Regions from separate parts of the Mus musculus genome. Here region 2 is linked to region 1. The links are chromatin contacts, called in public HiChIP or PLAC-seq maps. All regions are on one chromosome and are shown on one strand. The core of a region is the stretch at or near the end of the contact, and the rest is flanking DNA. Distances in the headings are between cores, read along the strand shown.

Evidence for each region. HiChIP or PLAC-seq counts read pairs in DNA pulled down with a chosen protein or histone mark.
Region 2: a contact with region 1 is called in an H3K27ac HiChIP or PLAC-seq map of embryonic stem cells, with 8 times the contacts expected there. The contact joins the promoter of St6galnac6 here to the promoter of Ier5l in region 1. A contact is called at or near these places in 1 of 39 promoter capture datasets (liver) and 1 of 115 datasets of contacts at active chromatin or transcription factors (embryonic stem cells).

The regions. Positions count from the first base shown.
Region 1 is chr2:30,472,863-30,475,501 of GRCm38.p6, reverse strand. It overlaps Ier5l (immediate early response 5-like), which reads left to right and starts at 1,303. Exons shown (of 1, transcript NM_030244.3): 1 at 1,303-2,639. The coding sequence starts at 1,491. Gm31291 (a long non-coding RNA gene) reads right to left here and starts at 1,194. Exons shown (of 7, transcript XR_003954013.1): 1 at 1,028-1,194; 2 at 224-427.
Region 2 is chr2:32,605,631-32,608,269 of GRCm38.p6, reverse strand. It overlaps St6galnac6 (ST6 (alpha-N-acetyl-neuraminyl-2,3-beta-galactosyl-1,3)-N-acetylgalactosaminide alpha-2,6-sialyltransferase 6), which reads right to left and starts at 1,285. Exons shown (of 7, transcript NM_016973.3): 1 at 1,159-1,285; 2 at 174-228. The coding sequence starts at 199. It overlaps Gm52551 (a long non-coding RNA gene), which reads left to right and starts at 369. Exons shown (of 2, transcript XR_003954025.1): 1 at 369-497.

The DNA of each region.
Region 1 (2,639 bases), core at 54-2,553:
GAGACATTGGCCAAGGGGCAGAGTTGCTGAGAGGGTCCAAAGACAGAGGGTTTCAGAAGAGCCCCACTCCCCCCCCCCCATCCCCCAGTCCCACTCAAGGGCCCAGCCCTGGACTCTGCCTGGGCCAATTTTCTGACCTAAGTACTAAAAGGAACCTTAAACGCGGTGGATGAGGCTTGCGGCTGGCATCTTGGGCCCCCCACACCCACCCTTGCCCTCTTACTCTCTTTAAGCTTCTCAGTACAAGGGGACTCTCAGGCATCTTCTCTCTTTTCTGCTCTCTGTCCTCAATTGGTCAGTAGATAACTCAGAATAAGAATCTAAAAGTGGAGAAGTCCTTGGCCTGGGTACTCCTGGGGCTCAGGGTAAGGACCAAAACTTAACAGGTTGCTCCACTCAAGCGGTCTCAAGCTTGGCCTCCAAGAACCTTAAAGGGAGAAATTCAGACTTTTCTGGTAAGAGATCCAAGCTAGGCACTTAGGGCTTCTATTGTCATTGATATTAAGTCAGGAAAGAAGAGGTCTCCCAAAAGAGGAGGAAGCTTGGGGCGGGTTCATAGCCCAAACCCCCACCCCCACCCCCCACCCAGGCAGTCTCACGATCACAAAGCTTCTCTACTAGAGATCAAAAATCACTGGGATTTGAGTCAAACAGAAAGAGAGGCCCTTCCGTGACCATTCCCAGAGGCCCCTGGGCTAACACATCAGGTAATCAGGCCCCAAACCCTCTCTTCCAAGACAGCACTCTAGTTCTCAGGTGCGCCCCCCACTCAGCTTTTCTTGGAAGAAGGCTCAGCTCGCCCAGGTTGCCCCCGGCCGTGGCAGGTGGAAAAGAGGAGGCGCCGCGTGGCTCGAAGCGGGGGAACCGCGCGCACCTGCCGCAGGTGAGGCCCAACCATGCGGAAGGGGGCGGAGCCATCTCCGCTGCGCTCAGGTGAGCCGACCCCCAGCTCGCAGGAGCCACGTCCAGGAAAGCTACGAATTTCGACGTGGCTCCCAAGAGGCGACCCAAAGCTGAGAGAGACTACCTCGGAGGCTCCTAGTCCCACGAGGTGCCGCGGCCCCAGGAGAACATTCGAGGCAACGGCGGCGTTGGAGGCCCGGGGTCCGTTCGTTATTTGAATAGCACAAAGGAACCGCCTTGGTCTGATTGGCCAGTCAAGTGGTCCCGGGGAGGGCAGTGGCTGTCAGTCGGAAGGCTCTACACGCTTCTATTGGCTAATCTACAGTGGGGCGGGGCGCTGCTGCCCAGCTAAATAGTTGGGGCCGGGGCCGGCGGAGGCTCATTGCTTTGGCGCCGTCTGGGGAGCGTGAGCCTGCGGGTGGCGCGCAACGCATGGTGGCGACTTCTCTCGGAGTGTCGCCGACCCGCCGACCCGGGCTCGGTTCCCTGTGCCTGGCTCGCCCGGGCGACCAACTGGAGACACACGCAAGGAGCAGCATTCGCAGCACCAGAGGCGGCTGCTCCGCCGCCCGCGTCTCCGCGGGAGCATGGAGTGCGCCCTGGACGCCCAGAGCCTGATCAGCATCTCCCTGCGCAAGATCCACAGCTCCCGGACCCAGCGCGGCGGCATCAAGCTGCACAAGAACCTCCTGGTGTCCTACGTGCTCCGCAACGCGCGCCAGCTCTACCTGAGCGAGCGTTACGCCGAGCTCTACCGGCGCCAGCAGCAGCAGCAGCAACAGCAGCCGCCCCACCACCAGCACCAGCACCTCGCTTACGCGGCGCCCGGAATGCCGGCCAGCGCGGCCGACTTCGGCCCGCTCCAACTTGGCGGCGGCGGGGACGCGGAGGCGCGCGAGCCGGTTGCCCGGCACCAGCTGCACCAGCTCCACCAGCTTCACCAGCTGCACCTCCAGCAGCAGCTGCACCAACACCAACACCCGGCGCCCAGGGGCTGCACGGCGGCGGCGCCGGTGGCGGTGGCCGGGGCGCCCGCGGGCTGCGCGGGGGCGCTCTCGGAGCTGCCCGGGTGCGCTGCGCTCCAGCCGCCGCACGGCGCGCCCCACCGCGGGCAGCACTTGGAGCCGCTGCAGCCGGGTCCCGCGCCGCTGCCGCCGCCCGCGCCCGCCGCGCTCTGCCCGCGGGACCCTCGCGTCCCGGCCGCTTGCTCTGCGCCCTCGGTGCTTCCGGGGGCTGCCCCTTCGACCGTCGCTGCCTCCTCTCCGCCCGCCTCTACAGCCCCTTCCTCATCCACTGGCTTCTACCGGGGCGCGTACCCGGCCCCCTCGGACTTCGGCGTGCACTGCAGCAGCCAGACCACCGTGCTGGACCTGGACACTCACGTGGTGACCACGGTAGAAAACGGCTACTTGCACCAGGACTGCTGCGCCTCCGCCCACTGCCCCTGCTGTGGCCAGGGCGCTCCGGGACCCGGTCTGGCGTCCGCCGCTGGTTGCAAGCGCAAGTATTACCCTGGCCAGGAGGAAGAGGACGACGAAGAGGACGCGGGCGACCTGGGAGCCGAGCCCCCCGGGGGTACCCCATTCGCCCCCTGTAAGCGCGCCCGCTTCGAGGACTTCTGCCCGGACTCGTCCCCGGACGCGTCCAACATCTCAAACTTGATCTCCATCTTTGGCTCGGGCTTCTCGGGGCTGGTGAGCCGACAGCCGGACTCCTCGGAGCAGCCGCCGCCGCTC
Region 2 (2,639 bases), core at 36-2,535, 2.1 Mb before region 1:
ACTTGGAGCACTCCAGGTCCCAGGCCCACGCCCCACTTTCCCACCTTTGCCTGAGCAGTGCCCTCAGCCAGGACTACGGTTCCCCCGGTCAGGCCCGTCACGGTCCTGCTCTGAGAACGCCATGGTCAGAACAGCGTATCAGGTGCCAGTGCGAATGTCGGGTCCACACTTACTGGCTGGGGGGCCTCGAGCAAGCCATGTGACCTCTCTGAGCCTCAGTTTCCTCATCTGTGAAATGGGAATAAGAACTGGTAACTCCTGGGGCGACTGGAAAGATGCATGCATTTGTGAAAAGGAGAGCCGAAGGCTTGAAAGTACTATATCAGAAATCCTAAGCCTTCGGGTTACTCCGTTCAATGCCCGCCCCTGCACAAGCCTGTCCCAGAAACAATCCTCCCCCTCTTGACCCCAAGCCGGGGACTTCCCTTATATTACGAAACATGCTCCGGAGCTACGCAAAGCATCGCCTGCCTACACACTTTTCAAGGCAACGCCTGGTAGGTGCTCTTGCTCCCCATTTCACAGATGAGGAGACTGAGGGATCAGAGAGGCAACGCGCCTCGCAGGGAGCAGGAGCAAGCGGGGGAGGGGGGAATCTTGTAGTGTTTGTTTACAGGGCGGAGCCTGAAAGGGTCTCCCGGGAGGGTCCCCTTGTAGCCTGTGCGTGCGCCAGACATCTAGTTCGGCTCGGAGTGGCCAGGCCTGGTGGGGAGCTGCTGACTCCGCTGGGGAGGTGGCAGCCCAGAAGCCTAGACTCAGCTCCAAGGCTGGACCTGCGGAGGCTGAGCTCTGGGCTGAGGGTGAGGGCCGCACCCTGAGCTCGCTCTGGGGCTTCTCCAGGTGACGGGAGCAGGGTACCCCCGAGTGCCTCGTGAGAGGCTCAGCCCCGCTCCCCATCTTCTGCCGCTGCACCCTAGGGTCAAGCATCCTATCCTGACCCCGGCTCTGCAGGGGAGGGGTGCGGGGCCGCGGCAGGGTCGCCCCATCTCCAACACGAGAGGCCCAAAGAATCCCGCTAGATCTCGGGGTGCAGTTAGCAAGCAGAGTGGGTCTCGGGGAGCCCTGGGGCTCCCCCCTTATCAGCGGCTCCCCACTGCCGAGGCGCAAGCACAAGCCCCCTCCCGCTCTGCTGCCCGCCCCCGCGCAGCACCGGCTCACCTCCGCCGGGGAGCGCCCGGCCCCCCGCGGCCCCCGCACCCCGTCACATGGCGCCGGGAGCCGAGAACCGGGGTCCGCGCCGCTCTGGCCGCCCAGGCCCCGCCGCAGCTCCAGCCCGCCGGGTCCTAGCGCCGGCGCTCGCAGTCCCGTTAGGGCCGAGCGAGAGGGCGGAGCCTCAGGCTGCGGATGGCCCCGCCCCAGGGAGGTGCCAGAGAGGAGAGACGCTCTCCCACAGCACCCTCGTGCCCCGCGCCCCATCCCAAATCTCATCCATTTCTCTCTCTCCAAATGGACACCAGGACCTCGGATGGGGAATCCGAAACGCGGAGATCACTGGGTTCGAACTCTGGTTATTAATTACCTGGACTCCCCCTCGTAGAGACCCAGTAACCATCCCCTAGGCAGCTTGGTACTTCATCTCCTTATCTCCGGAAAATGGAGAGAGCAACGTTTGAAAACGTAGCTTTTGATGGGCCTGGTAGCTTAGAGGCCTGCACCCTACTTAGGAGATAGAAGAGGGCGGAAGACTGTTGCAAGTTCAAGGCCAGCCTGATAGACATAGTGAGTACCGGGCCGGCCAGGGGTACATGGAGAGATCTTGGCTCAACTCTCTTCATCCTACCCTCAAATATTCGTTGCACTATTTTATGTGACTAAAAGGAAGCAATCTGGACCCAACCAACTGGATGGCTCAGCAGTTACAAATACTGGCAACTCTTCTAGAGGACCTGGGGTCCACTCCCAGCACAGTCCTAGGAGGATCTGTCGCCCTCTTCTGGCATCCATGGGTACTGCACATATATGTGGTACACAGACATGTGGAAGCAAAACATCCATACACATAAAATAAAATGAAAAATTAAAGAAAAATGCAACCTGAGGGCTAGGGAGATAGTCAATATGTCAGACTCGATGCCGTGTTCTGCTTCTGTCTTTCGAAACAGGGTTTCTTGGTGTAGCCCTGGCTGTCCTGAAACTTGCTCTCTAGACCAAGCTGGCATTGAACTCACAGAGATCCCTCTGCCTCCCCAAGTGGTGGGATTAAAGCCGTGTGCTACCCCCGCCCAGCGACGTCACGTGTTTGTAATCCCCATTCTGGGGGTGGGAAGAACAGGAGACCCCTCCAGCTAGCTTACCCTTTCTGGGCCTCCCAGGTCAAGGAAAGAACATTGGAGGCTGACCTTTGGCCTCCAGACATCCAGGGATGTGCATGTATGGACACAGGGATGTGCATATGTAGCCTGTTAGAAAGCTGGTTACATAAACAAAGACTGCCTACCCATAGTGTTCTAAGAGGCTGGGAACGAGGGTTAACGTGCATGCCTGAGAGGGTGATGGGGAGATTTAGGAAGAGAAAGCATGTTTAAAGAGTTCTGTTTTGTAATTACTTAGGAAAACATCATAGTAAAACTTTCCATTCCCCACCCTAGGTACCTATTAGGTCCTGCAGATGTACACAGTGAAGGTCACAGCTGGACAGT